Linked DNA regions of Mus musculus: all the other regions are linked to region 1. Evidence: chromatin contacts called from public promoter capture Hi-C data. All regions are on one chromosome and are shown on one strand. The core of a region is the stretch at or near the end of the contact, and the rest is flanking DNA. Distances in the headings are between cores, read along the strand shown. Region 1 holds the start of Mrpl11 (mitochondrial ribosomal protein L11). Region 2 holds the start of Batf2 (basic leucine zipper transcription factor, ATF-like 2). Region 3 holds the start of Pola2 (polymerase (DNA directed), alpha 2).

Region 1 (5,164 bases), core at 1,790-4,289:
CACATATAAAATGAATAAATCAAAGTGTGGTCTGGCGGAGGGGTCTGGGAGTCCAACCTTCACTAATGTTGGCCTTAAGGCGGGGACTGGTCCAGGTGAGGCTACCTCACACAGATGGCCCTATGTATGTGACTGTTTCCACTGTACCATGCTGTCATACAGCAAGTGAGCCTTGCCATACTCCAGCACCATGAATCAGAAGCCAAATCAATACCTTTTCTTTATAAAGCACCAAGCTTTGGTTATTTTGATATAATACAAGGCTGACCAAGGCACTGGGCATGATAATTTGCTTGGTTGAGGCTGCGTTCACCTGTAGGGCAGCTCACACCTGTGAAGGCTGGGAACTGTCAGTATTGGTCCCCATCTCTGGGGTCTCAGGAGAGAAGCTGAGAGTTGATGACAAAGGATATTTATTCAGGCTTGATCCCCTGGCACAGCAAATGTACAGAAACATGTCAGGAAACTAGAAATCGGGTTGCCATGAAGTCCTTTGGCTCAGCTTCCTCTGTGGCCCCCTTTCTCAGCCTCTCACTTCAAATTCTCAGAGTGTAGAAAGTTGGGGTCACTTCTTGGCAGCTTCTGCCTGGGCTGCCAAATCTGCCTCTTTCTGAGCAGCCAAAAACACAGCTCGTTCCTTCTGGAAAGCCTCCAGTTCTTCTGCACTGAGGCTACAGAAGGAGACAGACAGTCAGTGAGGAGCGGGTCCTGGCGCAGATCCCAGCTGCCCTGTCCACTCCCCTCCCTGGACTTTCCAACTGTCATACCTCTACTCATCTGTGGTTTCTCTTCCTGGAACCACAACTCACACACGCTACCTTCCTCTGCCTTGACTCTGTCTTAAAGTCCTACCTAACCTGTGGCCTCTATTATACCATTGGGATTTCTTAGGCCTTCCTTTGAGCCACAAATCTACATACTTTAAGGATTTAAACCATCCAGGAAAACTGTGCTCTAACCTCACCCCCGTGAGGAACAACTGACGCCAGTCTTGCTGTAGGGAATGACACCAGCAGCAAGCGGCCAGTGATGACTGTCCCTGCTCCTGTCTCTGCTGCGCTCTGGGGCAAATGCTCTCCTACTTGACAAGGGAACCTTCTGACTCGTCCCTCCCTCAGGCCACATCCCATATGCCTCTAGACAAGACTCCTCGACCAGAGTGAACTTAGCTTCAGCTCCTTCCCTCTCCTTGTAATCTTACGCTCTCTTACCCTCCTTTTCCTGGGCAGTTTCCATGTCACCTCCCTCAGAGTCCTCAATGACACATCAGGTAAAAGCAGGAAATCTCCTCTCTGCTTGCATGACATCCATTGATTTTATAACATTGACACCTGCTAGTCTAGGCCTCTATGTATGGGTCGGCCTTTAGGACTACACATTTCTCCAGAGTGGCCAGGCACTACTGGCCATTCCTGGTTCTAGCCAGTGCCCAGATCCATGTCCAGGACAGAACAGGTGCTTATGAAATATATTCCAAACAAGATGAGGCTTCAACCCATATCCTTCTGCTAGAATCTGCTAGACATGTATGAAAATGTCACAATGAAGCTTAATATGCATAACTAACATAGGCTATAAATTAAGAAGAACAAATAAAGCCCAACCACCTCACTGTAATGGGCCTTCTCAGCTTTCCTCCCAAATGAAGAACTTACTTGGATTCCTCTCAAGATACTCACTCCTTCACCACTCGAATGCCCAGGGAACGGGCAGAGCCAATGATGGAACGGACCACAGAAGACAGGGGCACATCTTGCATGGCAAAAGCATCATCCTTAGCTTTGACACAGGCAATCTCATATACGTGCTTCAAACTCACCAGGCCTGCCACCTCTTTCCCTGGGAAGAAGGAGCAAAGAATTCTTCAAGTGCCACTACATTTCTCTGGATACATCAGACTCTCAGGTGCCCACTCTAGTCCTTACCTGTATGCCGGGCCCCCTTCTCGATCCCAGCAGCTGCCTTCAAAAAGTAAGAAACAGTGGGCTGCCCAATCTTGAGCTCAAATGTCCTGTCGGGCTTAACAGACAAAGATACATGAGAATTTCTTGGTTTTCTATCCAGTCCAAGACATTTCTAATGTCCCTTTCCTTCTCCCACCAACTTGCACACCACAAAAGACAGAAAAACAAATCTACAGCACACATCCCTGCCATTTTTATTCCTAGCCCAAATCTCCTCTGGAAGCCCCAGTGAGATGAGAGGTAAGAACCACAATATGGCAGGATCAAGCCAGTTCAGAGAAATTATGGTCTAGGCTTCTGTTTAAATGATAAGTGGAAGGTAGCAACCAAGTTAAGAGTCAGAGAAGCAACCAGAGTGACTAGTTTCAAGGGCCAAGGAAATATATGGGAGAATGGGTCTCTCTACCTTTATAAAAATTTTTGTAGGCAGGGGAATGCCTTCTTTGATGTCCTTTGTCTTCTCGTTGAACTCTTTGCAGAACTGGTTGATAGAGACACCTCGCTATAAGGAACGCATACACAAAGTTAAGTATGGGAGCTGAAGGCTTTCTACCAACCAGGAGCCCCTGTCCTTTCATCTTTGTGTGTGTGGGGGGGGGGGGCGGGGGTATGGGTGTGTGTTGTTATATTTCTTCTACTCTGGTTCTATAGCTTTGGGTGCCAGGCAATTCGTCCACAAGGTACCACTTAATCAGCAACTAGCCAACTTGGGGGTCAGAGGTGCTGAGGTCAAAAGAGGCTCCGTAAGTAATACAAGGACATAAGGCCTGAAGGTGTGAATAGTGGAGACAACGTTTATAAAGGAGACTTCCCCGGCTCCAGCGCACTCTCCCACGTCTCCCAGGCCGGGTTCCGCACACCGCACCTGACCCAAGATGGGACCTAGTGGAGGCCCAGGAATAGCTTGGCCTGCTCGCACGATGGACCGGATCACGCCGCCGGCCTCGGGCTTCTTGAGGGTCCGAGTGGCCCGGCTTAGCTTGGACATGATGTAGGATTTTAATCTTAGCTCGCCTCGGAGAAGCAAAGAACTACGCTCTGGGCGCGGCCATTTTGGGTCAGAGGTGAAGGGCCCTCGTGTTCGGCTAGGGTAAATGAGACCAAAAAAGAGCAGTCTTGTTTCAGGCATACAGCTCTCCAACTAAAGACCAATTACGGAATTTAAGAATTAATTGAACTTTGCGCTCTGAAGGCAGGACGAGAACCTATATGGTTTCAGTACACACAATCCCTCAGCGGTGCGCACAGGCATCACCTTAGACAGCCAAACAGGAGTTCGGGACTTTGAGTCTCCGCACAGCATTGTGGGTATGTAGTTCAGCGCCTTATCCTGCGCCTGCTGTTGGCCGTGTTCTGGGTTGCCATCTGCTGGACACAGTGATATCTTAGCGTTTGATATGGAGCAAGTTATGCAAAATCCCTTGAGTCTTTTGTTTCCTCATGTGGTTTTTCATGGAAGGCAATATGATTATAGACGGGAAATGAAATGGCAGACTGCTGCTCTTGCTGGCTATGAACCTGATTCATAGCTAGACAAAGAGTTAGAGCTAGGATTAGGCTACTGTTTCTGTTACCTATGAAAATCTTTGACACCGCGAATATTATAGGTACCTTTCAGAATTGTTGTGACAGCTCAGTAACACACGTTGAACCAAGAAGGCATTTACCGCTATTTATACAAAGGGAAAAGCTCTTCCCCGCGCTTTTGAAATGCTAAGTTTGTGAATTCTCATCCCAGTCAAACCTGATTTTCCACTAGCTTATTAGGCATACTTTATTGCTTCCCCGTCTTTCATTTTTTCATTGGAAGATGACTTTTTGTGTCTCAGAACTCCGCATCCCGCTCTATTCTGTCCAGGATTCCTGATTATTACTTGCGTTTTAGGGAATGGTATTTGAGCCAGGTGGTGTTTGAAGCCTTTATTATCCCTCCCTAGAGCAATCTTGTGTATCTAGGCACTTTAGGGTAGTAGCAATGGCCTTGGTAGGACTCTTTGACTCACAGACTCTTCCTGACCACACGTGGCTGCAAAGCTCCAATAACTGTAGGTTGAATGCTCCATTATTTTCTCCAACAGTTCAGGATATAAAGTTCTCTGATCCAGTCTCCAGACTGAGACTACTTCGAAGGAACTATCCACTAACTCACTGTTTGCGATCCTTCAGATTCGAGGGGAATTCTCCAGTTTCTTTTTTCTTTTTTTTTTCCTTTTCTTTTCCTTTTTAAAAAATAATTCCTCTCCAGACAACCAGGCAGCCTATTATGTAGCATACCACTTCAAATTCTATCATCTTCCTCTAAACCGCCTCTCACAAACCTCCATTTTTTTCTTTCCTCTACCATTTCCTTGTGTGTGCAATGTACGTTTTTGCGTGTGTGTGGGTGAATGTGTGTGTGGATTTGCACATGTGTACACACACGAGAAGGGCCGAGGCTGATGTTAAGATCCTCTTCCATTGCCCTTCTGAGGTGGGGTCTCTTACTCAAACTAAGAGCTTGCCAGTGGTTCATCTTGTTAACCAGCTTGCTCTGGAGTTCTTATGCTGGCCTGGAACTACAGGGATGTCACCATGCCCAGATGGCATTTACCTGGGTTTCTTAAGACCCAGCCTCTGGCCCTGACTCTTTTTCAGGAAACACTTTAATCACTGAACCATCTCCTAACCCCATCCCACCACTGTTTTTGAAAATGTTTGTAGACTTGAACTTCCCTACAACCTGCTGGCAAAGAAAGTCAGGTCCTTTGTGTAAGGATCTAAAGGCCTCATTTTTATCTCCATCTTCTGTGCCCAGTGAAATCCCTGAGCCAGTGCTGTGGTGGTGGTGGGAGCAGTATGTCGCCCTAAGAGACACCCCTGCCACAGGAGCTAACTGCTTGGTAGAAAGGGGTCTCAGCAGCTTCAAGCTCCTGAAACGTCCCTTGCATCCTCCCTGCATAACTCTGTAAGCTGGGGCAAGGACAACTGACATGCTGGGGCTCTCTGTGGTGCTATACCAAAATAGAGAATCCATCCCATCAGAGGATCTCTGTGAAAGAAAGAAGGTAGACCCCATATTGAATGACTTTCTTCTTCTTCTTTTCCTTCCCCTTCCCCTTCTCCTCCTTCTTCTTCCCCCCTCCTCCTCTCCTCTTTCTTCCTCCTCATCTTCCTCTCCCTTCTCCTCCTCCTCATCTTCTTCATCACCATCCTCTTCCTTC
Region 2 (5,164 bases), core at 1,672-4,171, 1.2 Mb before region 1:
CAGGAGACAAGCAACATGGGGGGATGTAAGAGAAGGTTACTGTAAAGGGTGACTAATCCACTCACGAGTTAATGGATGCGAGGGAACAGTGTGGATGACCTATGGCGTGAAGGCCACTGGGGAGGATGGGCTGATCCACTTGTGGGCTAGTGGGTTATGTTTCTGGCATACCCCTTCCACACTATATCATGCCCTTGCTTTGCCTTGCCTCCACAAGAGGTCCTCACTACCTGCTGGGCAGATGCTGGGTCATGCTGGGACTGCTTTCCAGTCCTAAGAACCATGAAATGAAACTCTGTTCTGGGCCTAGAGAGATGGCTCGTTGGTTAAAAGCACTAGCTGCTCTTCCCGAGGGAGCAGACTCCACTCCCAGCACCCACATGGGGGCTCACAACGGTTTGTAACCCTTGTCCCAGGGGCTCTTCTGCCCCCTTCTGGCACTCATGAGCATGGCACACATGATGTCACAGATATATATATGCTGGGAAAATACCAATACACATACACATAAAATAAAATAAACTTTTAAAAAGAAAAAGAGAGACTGGAGAGATGGCTCAGTAGTTACGAACACTAGCTGCTCTTCCAGAGGCCCTGAGTTCAATTCCCAGCACCTGCAGGTGTGGCTCACAACTATAACATGATCTGATGTCCTCCTCTGGCATGTAGGTGTATATGCAGATAAAGCACTCATATACATAAATGTTTTAAAAGAGAAGAAGAAAGAGAAGAACTCTTCAGTGTAGGTTACTCAGCCTTTTGAACCAAGAGTGAGACCATCCCTTACCTGGTGCAGAGCGTCCGCCTTACTGGTGTGCTTCTGCCGGCTGCGCTGGGCAGCCACTCGGTTCTTCTGCTTCTTCTTCAGCTGTTTCTGAGACTCCCCAAGGTCCTATGAGGAAGGAGGCAGAGGTTCTGTGGTCCTGGCAGCGGCCTGCCTCCTCTACCTTGATCAGCTACTTGGAACGTTGTCTTTCTCAAGCCTAGTCTCAAGAAGTCCTGTTCTCCCAAAGTCTGTCTCCTCCCTCCCATGGCACTAACAGTCCTCCTGAAGACACTGCACTCCTTACAGTAACGCCAGCCCTACCCCGTGTCTAGCTTACAGCTTACTTAATAAGTAGGGAGGGTGGGATTTGAACCCAGACCATAGCAACCTCAAACACACATTCTCAAAAGTCAGCATTGGCTTCTTCTGAGTGCAATAATCTCAATGGTAGAACAGAGGCACATGGTATTTTCCCAACTGTCCACAGACAGTGAAGGAAAGAAGGTGAGAGTAGACACCCCAGAGTGAGCTGCCATTCCTATGATCTTCCAGCCCACAACCCCACAAAGGCAGCAGGGTCAGGGTCTGATATGATCCCATGTGCCTGTCCTCAACTCAGTCTAAAGGGGCTGGCACTCACTTACTGAAACAACATTTAATTTCCTCTGTGTGTGTGTGTGTGTGTGTGTGTGTGTGTGTGTGTGTGTGTACACTGTAGGAGGACAGCCTTAAGTATCATTCATGTTCAGAAGCCATCTGCCTTCTTTTAATTTAAGTTGTGTGTATATGTGGTGACCTGTGTATGCATGTGAGTGTCTGTACCCTTGGAAACCAGAAGCAGGTGTTAAGTCCCCTGGAGCTGGAGTTACAGGTGATTTGGTTGTGAGCTGCCCCGTGAAGGTGTTGGGAACCAATCTCGGGTCCTCTCCAAGAGCAGTGAGCATTCCTAACTGGCCCCCACCTAGTTTGTTTGTTTGTTTGTTGTTTGTTTGTGAGATATAGTCTCTCACTGGTCTGGGACTCACCAGTAAGACTGGGCTGCCTGGTCAGCAAGCGCCCCTCTCCCAGGGCTGGGCTTACAGGTGCTTGCCACCTAACCAGGTGCTTTATGGATGCTAGGGACCAAGCTCAGGTCTTTAGGCTTCCGAGACAAGTACTTCACTGACTATGCTATCTCCCCATCCCTTCAACAAACATTTATTAAACATCTACTATGCACCAGGCACAAAACTAGAAGGGCACAGAAGTGGGAAAAAGAAGAAGAAAAAGGAGGAGTAGGAAGAGGAGACAAAACAAACAAATAAAATTAGGCAAAATGGCAAGATGTAATGGAAGGATTAGTTCAGGCCAGACTTGGCTACATAGTGAGTTTGAAGCCAGCCTGGGATACACGAGATCTTTCCTCAAAGCAGGAATGTCACCTACCTGGCACAGAAGAGATCTACAAGACTCCATGCTCACTCACAGGGCAGTGGGGCGGCTGCCTAGAACTGATGGAGATTCCATTGGGCAGAGAGGACTGCTCCTGAGAGCTCTGAGCCCTCCAACCCCGGGGACCACAAAACTTAAATGGAACTTGAAGTCAAATGCCTAGAGCGGGACCCTGTCTCTGTCACTCCACCTCAGGCAAGACTCCAGCCACTCTGGCTGAGGACTCTGCATGTCCCTTGGATTGTGGCTATATCCTCCTCAGGGCAAACTTCAGACCAGAATAGAGGCTGGAGAAAGACAGAGTCAGCGAGGAAAGAAGGCAGCTGTGATTTGGGAGACTAGAGAGAGAAGGGAAGGATCTGGGAAACGCTGCAAGGTGAGAGCAAATGGATTGCGAGGAAGCAGTACGCACGCATGCAGGGTCCAAGTTCAAAGCTGGAGACTGGTCTGCAGTGTGAGCGCCAGGAAGTCATTCCAGTGCCCAGGAGGAACTAAACCGTGAGATGGGAGTGTGCAGCCCAGTTCCCAGGTCACACAGATCATGGTGACCTTACTGCAGCCTTCCTTGTCTCTCTCCATAGCGTTTCTTTCCTAGTCCCCTGTACTCACTGTCTCAGTCAGCAGCTCGCTACTCCCACAGAGTTGCATGGCTTAGGCAAGGGGAAAAGAGGTTCAGTCTGGTCCTGGATGTCCCCTCAGCAGCTGTCCCCTCCCAGTGACCTATGGAGGCCCAAGGAAGTGGTGGCTCTTTAAATCCCCAGTGGCCACTCCGCCCCTAGCACACCCAGTTTCAGTTTCTCCTAAAACCATGGGCTGCCCAGAATCCCTGGCTCTTGCTCGCTCACGCTCACTCACGTGGGTGGAACTTCCTAACAAGAGCAGCCTTCCGGTTAGGCCCCTTCTCTAGAAGAAGGATGGTGGAGGGTAGATGGGAGCAGTTAACAAGACCGTATCCTGGAGAGGGCTGGCAGGATGCCAGGGACAGAACCTAGAGGAAAAGCGGGGTTGGGGTGGGGTGCGTGAAGGAGCCCCCATAGTCTCTGAGAAAGTCCAGGTTCACAGTCCACACTGGAGCTGTGCAGCTTTGAGAAGGTGATTCACCTTCTCTGAACTTTGGTTTCCTTATCTATGAAGGGTATGGGTAGGGTGGAGCAAATTTCCAGGCCTGCGGCTGGGTGTGCCTGGTGTGGTACTTGCACTGGAGAAGCAGAGGCAGGAGAATCATTCATGAGTTTGAAGCCAACCTGGGCTACATAGTAAGAACTAAAAATTCTCAAAATATAAAAGTTCCCAGGCATAACAAAAGAACTGTGACAACACGACCACTCCAAACTCTCTGAGACCGATGTTGGACTCATGCAAAAAATCAACAATCAGAGCTGGCGTGATAGTGCTCGTGACTGCACGAACCTCCAAATCTCAGGACTCAGAGGCAGAGCCCAGCAGGTATCTGAGTTAAAGGCCAGCCTGGTCTACAGAGTAAGTTACAGGACAACCAGGGCTAAATGATGAGACCCTGTCCCACTGATGATGAAGAATTTAAACTTTTTAAATTTAATTTATGCATACCAGTGTTTTGCTTGCATGTATGTCTCTGCCCTACATATATGCCCCGTGTCCTCAGAGGCCAAAAGAGGGCACTGGAGCCCCTGGAACTAGAGTTTCAGATATTTATAAGCAAAAATGTAGGCGCTAGAAACTGAACCTGGATCTTCTGGAAGAATAGCCAGTGCTCTTAATCGCTGAGTCATCTCTCAAGCCCACAAAATAAAACTTTTAAAGGAATCTTTATGTCCAAGTTTATATTTAAAAAACAAAAAGTGCTAAATCTGGGCACAGTGGCAGATGCCTATAATCCTTGGGAAATGGAGGCAAGAGGACCAGAAGGACAAGGCAGTTTATGGCTACACAGAATTGGGGTCTAGCCTGGGTTAGAAGAGACGGTGTCTCTTAATAAATAAGTAAAGTAAATAAAAATAAAAAGACTGCAATTGATTAGTAGTGTCTGCCATGTCGTGATGTCTGTAATGACCAGAGTTATGCAACACAGGAATCTTTTGCCATCTCTAGAACTGGTCCTGAAGCCAGCTTGAGCCTTAAGAGATGAGCCCTGGTGCTCTGCCCACCAAATTTATCATCCATACCTTCTGTGTGTGATCCCTTTGCTGTGGATGATAAAGTCATTCCTAGTCCACAGAGCTGTTTGAAGGGGAGGAACAGGATGAAGAGAGCCCTTCCCTATTAGAAAGCACTGCCCAGCCTGGTGCATCTTCTCTTTGAGACTTGCAGTGGATCTGGATTCTAGGATCGCTGACATATTCATAATTGAAACTGTTGGGTCGATGAGATTGGACGTGCCAGCAGGACCCTATCACCTTGCTTCTGAGAGCCCTGGGGGCAGGGGCTGAAATGGGTTGACCTAGGCTACCCATTTCTTGGAATTATTTTTGTCTCCCAGACATCGGGTAGGGTAGGGCGCTGGCTGGATGCAGCACCTGAGGGGCTCATTAAGCCTGTCTGTGAACTCCACAGGGGAACAATCTGGAGGAAGCTTGGGTATGACGTCACCCCAAAAAACACCTATTGAGAAGACTAGGGCCCAGTGTCCCTGCTTCAGCCTGCAGTTCTAACTAGACTCCTTGACTTCCTAGACCAGGGGCTTCCAGGAGAACTGGACAGTCTACAGGGGCGCCTCCTCCTGGGAGACCACATCTCCAGAGGAAGAGGAAAGGGGGGTGTTTATGGCTTGATCTTCAGAAGGGAGAGGGAGTGGCGGGCGGGGATGGGTACAGGGTAATGTTTAACCTTAAATGGCCCTGCAAGCTTCCCTGAGAGGTGGATGGACTTCCAGACCAGTGAGACTACACGCCCTGACCCCTCGCTCAGCCAGGGACCTCATCACCTCACACCAACACAATAGCCTGGATGGCTTACACAGTGCTTATTCCCCATAGCTCTAGAGGCAGA
Region 3 (5,164 bases), core at 1,206-3,705, 1.0 Mb before region 1:
CCATCACTCCCTACCTCTGGCCACAGGCCACAGTGCCTCGTAGGCAGCTCCATAAACTGTGGCTTTCCTTCCTCCCTCCCTCCCTCCCTCCCTCCCTCTCTGCTTCCCTTCATTCTTTTCTTCCTTTGTCTTATTTTGGTTTCTGCCTGGCCTCTAAGGGTTACCTTAAGAAACACTACTGCCAGGCAGTGGTGGCGCACACCTTTAATTCCAGCTCTTGGGAGCCAGAGGCAGGTGGATTTCTGAGTTTGAAACCAGCCTGGTCTACAGAGTGAGTTCCAGGACAGCCAGAGCTACACAGAGAAACCCTGTCTTGAAAAAAACCAAAAGAAGAAAAAAGAAAGAAAGAGAGAAAGACTACTTTGGCTGGATGGGATGTGTGTGGTGTTGCTCAACTTTAATCTCAGCAACAACAATACTTTGGGGCGGGGGCTACAGAGATGTTTGACATTTAAGAGACTTACTGCTTTTGCAAAGGATCTGGGTTCAATTTCTAGAACCCACATGGTGGCTAACAATTTAATCTCTAAGTCCAGTTCCAGGAAATCTGATGCCCTCTTCTGGCCTCCTCAGCATCAGACATACCTGAAGTCAAAACATTCATACGCACAAAATAATAAAATAGTCAAAAGATTACTTTGGGGGCTGGAGAGGTGGCTCAGTGGTTAAGAGCACTGACTATTCTTCCAAAGGTCCAGAGTTCAAATCCCAGCAACCACATGGTGGCTCACAACCATCTTGTAATGAGATCTGACAGCATTTTCTGGGTGTCTGAAGAAAGCTACAGTGCACTTAGACATAATAATAAAGAAATCTAGAAAGAAAGAAAGAAAGAAAGAAAGAAAGAAAGAAAGAAAGATGGCTTTGCTTTATTTATGCATTCATTTGAGGCAGGGTCTCCTGTAGCAGGCTGGCCTTGAACTTCTGATGTAGCTAAGGGTAACTTCTGGTCCTTCATTCCCAAGTACTGGGATTACAAATGTGCCAATGGCCATCAGATTCTGAGGGTCACACCCAAGGTTTAGATACGCCAGGCAAGCACTCTGCCAGGTGTGCTACACCCCTAATCTCTAGAAATGGGTGATAATTGGTTCAAGGTTTGTGAGGCTGTATTTAAATCTTACCTCTCTTTATCAGAAAGGCCATAAGCCTCAGATGTTAATGATGTGTGGCAGCACTGAGGGACTAAATCGTAGTGTTGTGTGACCTTGCTGCCACCTGGTGGCTAAATTCCTGCAGCCCAGCCCAGTGCTTCCTGCTACTAGTGTGAAAACCCAGTAAAGTTTTGTTTTGTTTTGTTTTTCTGTTGGACAGACTTAAAATGTGGGCCTAGTCGGCTGCAGTCTCGTGTTAATATCTCACCTCAGCCTCCCAAATATTGAGATTGAAGCTTTGAGCCACGATGTTCACTGAGAAAGTTGAAGTTCAATCAGCCTTTAAACACACAGACACACTTTGTTTTTGTTTTGAGACAGGGTTTCTCAGTGTGGCCCTGCTGTTCTGGGTGCCATTCTGTAGACCAGGCTGGCCTTAAACTCAGTAATCTTCCTGCTTCTGCTTCCTTAGTGCTGGGGCTAGCGGCATGGTTTTAAATGGGTGTTTGTGAGTACCTGAGTGTATGTATGTGCACCATGTGATTGTAGGAGCCTGTGGAGGTCAGGAGGTCTCAGGTCCCCTGAAACTGGAGTTAGAGGCAGCTGTGAGCCACCACACTAGTGCTGGAACCAAACCCAAGTCCTTTGTGAGATCAGTAAGCGTAACTGCTAAACCATCTCTGCAGTCCTGTTTGGTGTTTCTTGCTTGCTTGTTAGGGTCTCTCTGTATAGCCTTGGCTGGAACTTGCAGAGACCTGCCTCAGCCTCCAAGTGCTGAGATTACAGGTGTGTGCTACCAGGCCTAGCTTCAAACCGTTTTTTCTTAAAGGCTCTGCCAGTCTTCCATTCCATTCTTAGGGTGTCACAGATCAATTGACCTAAGCCAAATCAATGGAGATTTTGGTTCGAAAATTTGGTAAATACATCAAGAAGAGAATGCACTCCTTGTTTTACTCTCTAACCACTCCCCCTTCAGTGACCTGCCCTCCCGCTATCCCCGTGACTGACAATCATAACAGCTATAATAACCACATTCCCTACGAAAGCGTTAGATCAGGACGAACCAAGGCAGAGCAGGATGGAGATGCTGAGGTGGGGGAGGAAGGAGCTAACGTGCCCTTCCAGGGCCGTGCTGGACACACGTGTCAGTCACTGCAAGATACAGACAAACAGCGCCTCCTGGCCAAGGGTAAAAAAAAAGGGACAAACAAGCATCGCAGAGCTTAGCAGAACAGGCGACTCCTGAAACAGCCACAGTACGGGGTCTCGATTCTCAATTTCCGCGCGGAGTGACGCGCAGAGGCGCGTTCTGCGCAGCTGCAGTGGGAGGACCGGCGCGTGCGCGGGGAGGGCGGGGCCCGAGCAGAACCTCGCGCAAGCGCGCGCTAGGCAAAGCGTTTGGCGGGTTTTTCCTGTGCTGTGCTCCTCACGGAGAAGCTAAGGTGTAGTCCTCGGAAGCAAGTTTTCTCTCTGGATCGAGACCTCTCGAGGGCTTTTGAAGTATTTCTCTGTGACCTGGTGGCTGGGGTCGTTTGAGGGCTTAGGCCAGGTGGTCTCGTGACACGTCCCTGTCACCTTCCGGTAAAGCGAAAGGATAAGCGTCTGCAGGGTAGAGCTGAGGTCGGGGCCCGGCGGCAGGCGCCCGGCCACTCCCGGGTCACCATGGCCGTGTCCACCCAGCAGCTGGCGGAGGAACTACAGATCTTCGGCCTGGACTACGAGGACTCCCTGTTGGAGAAACGTGAGTCCCGAACCGAGAGGATCGCTTCCAAGTTCTATATGCTTGTGTGGTACCTATTGGGTCCCGACTAAACAACAGGTGACATTACCAATAGGAGACATTGGAACCGTTTGCATCTCATACCTAGTCATCTCTTGCTCAATGACTTTTCTCATTAGAGGTTTTTTTGTTTGTTTGGTTTTTAAAGACAGAGTCTTTCTGGGTAACCCCAGAACTCATTATGTAGATTACTGTGCTGGCCTTGAACTCACGGAGATCGCCTGCCTCTGCTTCCCGAGTGCTGGGGTTAACGATGTACACCACCATGCCCTGCTCATCAGAGTTTTTAGTGATCTGTGCAAATAGGAATTCCTCTAGGTGGATCCTAGTCCTTTATTTTAGCTTTGGAAGAAACTTCAAGGTGCTTATTGGCTCCCTCTCTTTATAGATGGAGGGACATGGGCAAGGAGACTTAGTTGCCTGATTGTGTGCCGACCCCTGACTTTTGCTCTGGAGTACAGTGCCTCATCCTATTGCTCCACAGAGACCAGTGGTAAAGATTTAAATCACACATCTCTCCTGGAAGATGTGTGCATCAGTGTCAGAATAGCAGTGTGTGTACCCCTTGAAATTCTTACTGTAGGAAATAAAACCGTAGTATAAGTGGGCTTGCCTGTTACCCCAGCACGTGGGAGGCTGAGGCCTGGAGGATCATAGAGAATTCAAGGCTAAGAGCTGAATTAGTGCCATCCTGTCTGCTTTGCTTGCTATAACTCCAATATCTGACACCTTCACACAGACATACATGCAGGCAGAACATTAATGCACATAAAGTAATAATATATACATTTTTTTAAAAGAACTTGAAATCTTTTGAAGATTCTGTGCCCTGGGGCTGGAGAGATGGCTGTGTGGTTAAGGGCACTGACTGCTCTTCCAGAGGACCGACATTCACTTCCCTGCACCCAAGGGATCTGCAACTCCCATTCCAGAGGATCCTGTGCCCCTTTCTGGCCACCTCAGGCACTGCATGCATGTTGTACACTTCAATGCAAGCTAAATACTCATGCATATAAAATCAAGTTTAGGTGTTACTAGAAAAAAAAATTGTCCCTATAAAGCTAACAGGTGTGTTTTCTGCTTTTCTTTGTTGTTGTTGTTGTTGTTTCTGTTGAGATGAGGTCTCAGATTGCACCTGAAAGCAGGTGTCACCAACTGGGAGGGGTGTGTCTTTTGCCTAAAGTGCTTTGTTGACCCCACTCCTGAGTTCTCCCCTTCCTGATTACAACAGGCCTCTCCAGAAGGGTTGTCCATACTGGATACCTTAAGTTTCCCTTTCTGTGGCTTTTGTCCTCCCGGTCATAGGAACCTGCTGTTATGGGGGACTGATGACCTTTGTCTTGCCAAAGGCAGGGCTAAATTTGTCCTTATTTGAATTATCAGCAGCATTTGCCGCTGTTCACTGTCTTCTCTTTGTTAAAATCTATTCTTTTAAAAATAGGTTTACTTGGGGCTAGAGAGATGGTTCAGTGGGTAAGAGCACTGACTGCTCTTCCGAAGGTCCTGAGTTCAAATCCCAGAAACCACATGGTGGCTCACAACCACCTGTAATGAGATCTGACGCCCTCTTCTGGTGCGTCTGAAGACAGCAACAGTGTACTTATGTATAATAATAAATAAATCTTTGGGCCTGAGCGAGCAGAGCCGACCGGAGCAAGCAAAGGTCCTAAATTCAATTCCCAACAACCACATGTAGGCTCACAACCATCTGTACAGCTACAGAGTACTCATATACATAAAATAAATAAATAAATCTTTAAAAAAATAGGTTTGCTTATGTGGATGAGTGTTGGTCTGGGATATGCAAGTGCACCACACGCAGGCAGAGCCCTCAAAAGCCAGAAGAGTCCGAGCCTCTGGAGCCACAGTGACTGCGGCTTGTGTACCGTCAGGAGCACATTCTTGCTGTGGATTCGCTGCCACCACGCCTGGCTCTCCTTGGGTTTGCTCATCACCAGTTCTCAGCCTTTGACGATCAGTCCTTTTCATCTTCCTGTGAATGGCCAGGATCAGAAGCAGAATCACTTCCTGCTAGATCCATCCCTGTGGTGACTCAGTCTGTCTGTCTGTCTGTCTTCCCAATCAGTCCTTAGCTTATACACTGAGGCTGGGTCTCTTGCAGCACCCAATCACTGCTTTAACTAATCTGGCTGGTTTGCTCCAGGCATCCCCTGTCTCTGCCTTCCACACAGCGGGCCTCATGGCCACACCACCCAGTCCTCTGCACTCCTGTCTTCACGCTCGTGTGGCAGGCACTCTACCTCCTGGGGCCTCTCCTGGCCGCTTTCTT

What was found. Promoter capture Hi-C pulls out the DNA fragments that hold promoters and counts their contacts.
Region 2: a contact with region 1 is called in a promoter capture Hi-C map of liver, with 6 times the contacts expected there. A contact is called at or near these places in 2 of 39 promoter capture datasets (both in liver).
Region 3: a promoter capture Hi-C map of pre-B cells shows a contact between it and region 1, with 2.6 times the contacts expected there. A contact is called at or near these places in 2 of 39 promoter capture datasets (liver and pre-B cells) and 1 of 484 Hi-C or Micro-C datasets (CD4 T cells).

The regions. Positions count from the first base shown.
Region 1 is chr19:4,960,181-4,965,344 of GRCm38.p6, reverse strand. Mrpl11 (mitochondrial ribosomal protein L11) reads right to left here and starts at 3,039. Exons shown (of 5, transcript NM_025553.4): 1 at 2,830-3,039; 2 at 2,371-2,466; 3 at 1,926-2,019; 4 at 1,680-1,839; 5 at 1-671. The coding sequence starts at 2,952. The coding sequence ends at 566.
Region 2 is chr19:6,162,196-6,167,359 of GRCm38.p6, reverse strand. Batf2 (basic leucine zipper transcription factor, ATF-like 2) reads right to left here and starts at 2,921. Exons shown (of 3, transcript NM_028967.2): 1 at 2,807-2,921; 2 at 788-892. The coding sequence starts at 2,845.
Region 3 is chr19:5,961,497-5,966,660 of GRCm38.p6, reverse strand. It overlaps Pola2 (polymerase (DNA directed), alpha 2), which reads left to right and starts at 2,455. Exons shown (of 18, transcript NM_008893.3): 1 at 2,455-2,835. The coding sequence starts at 2,757.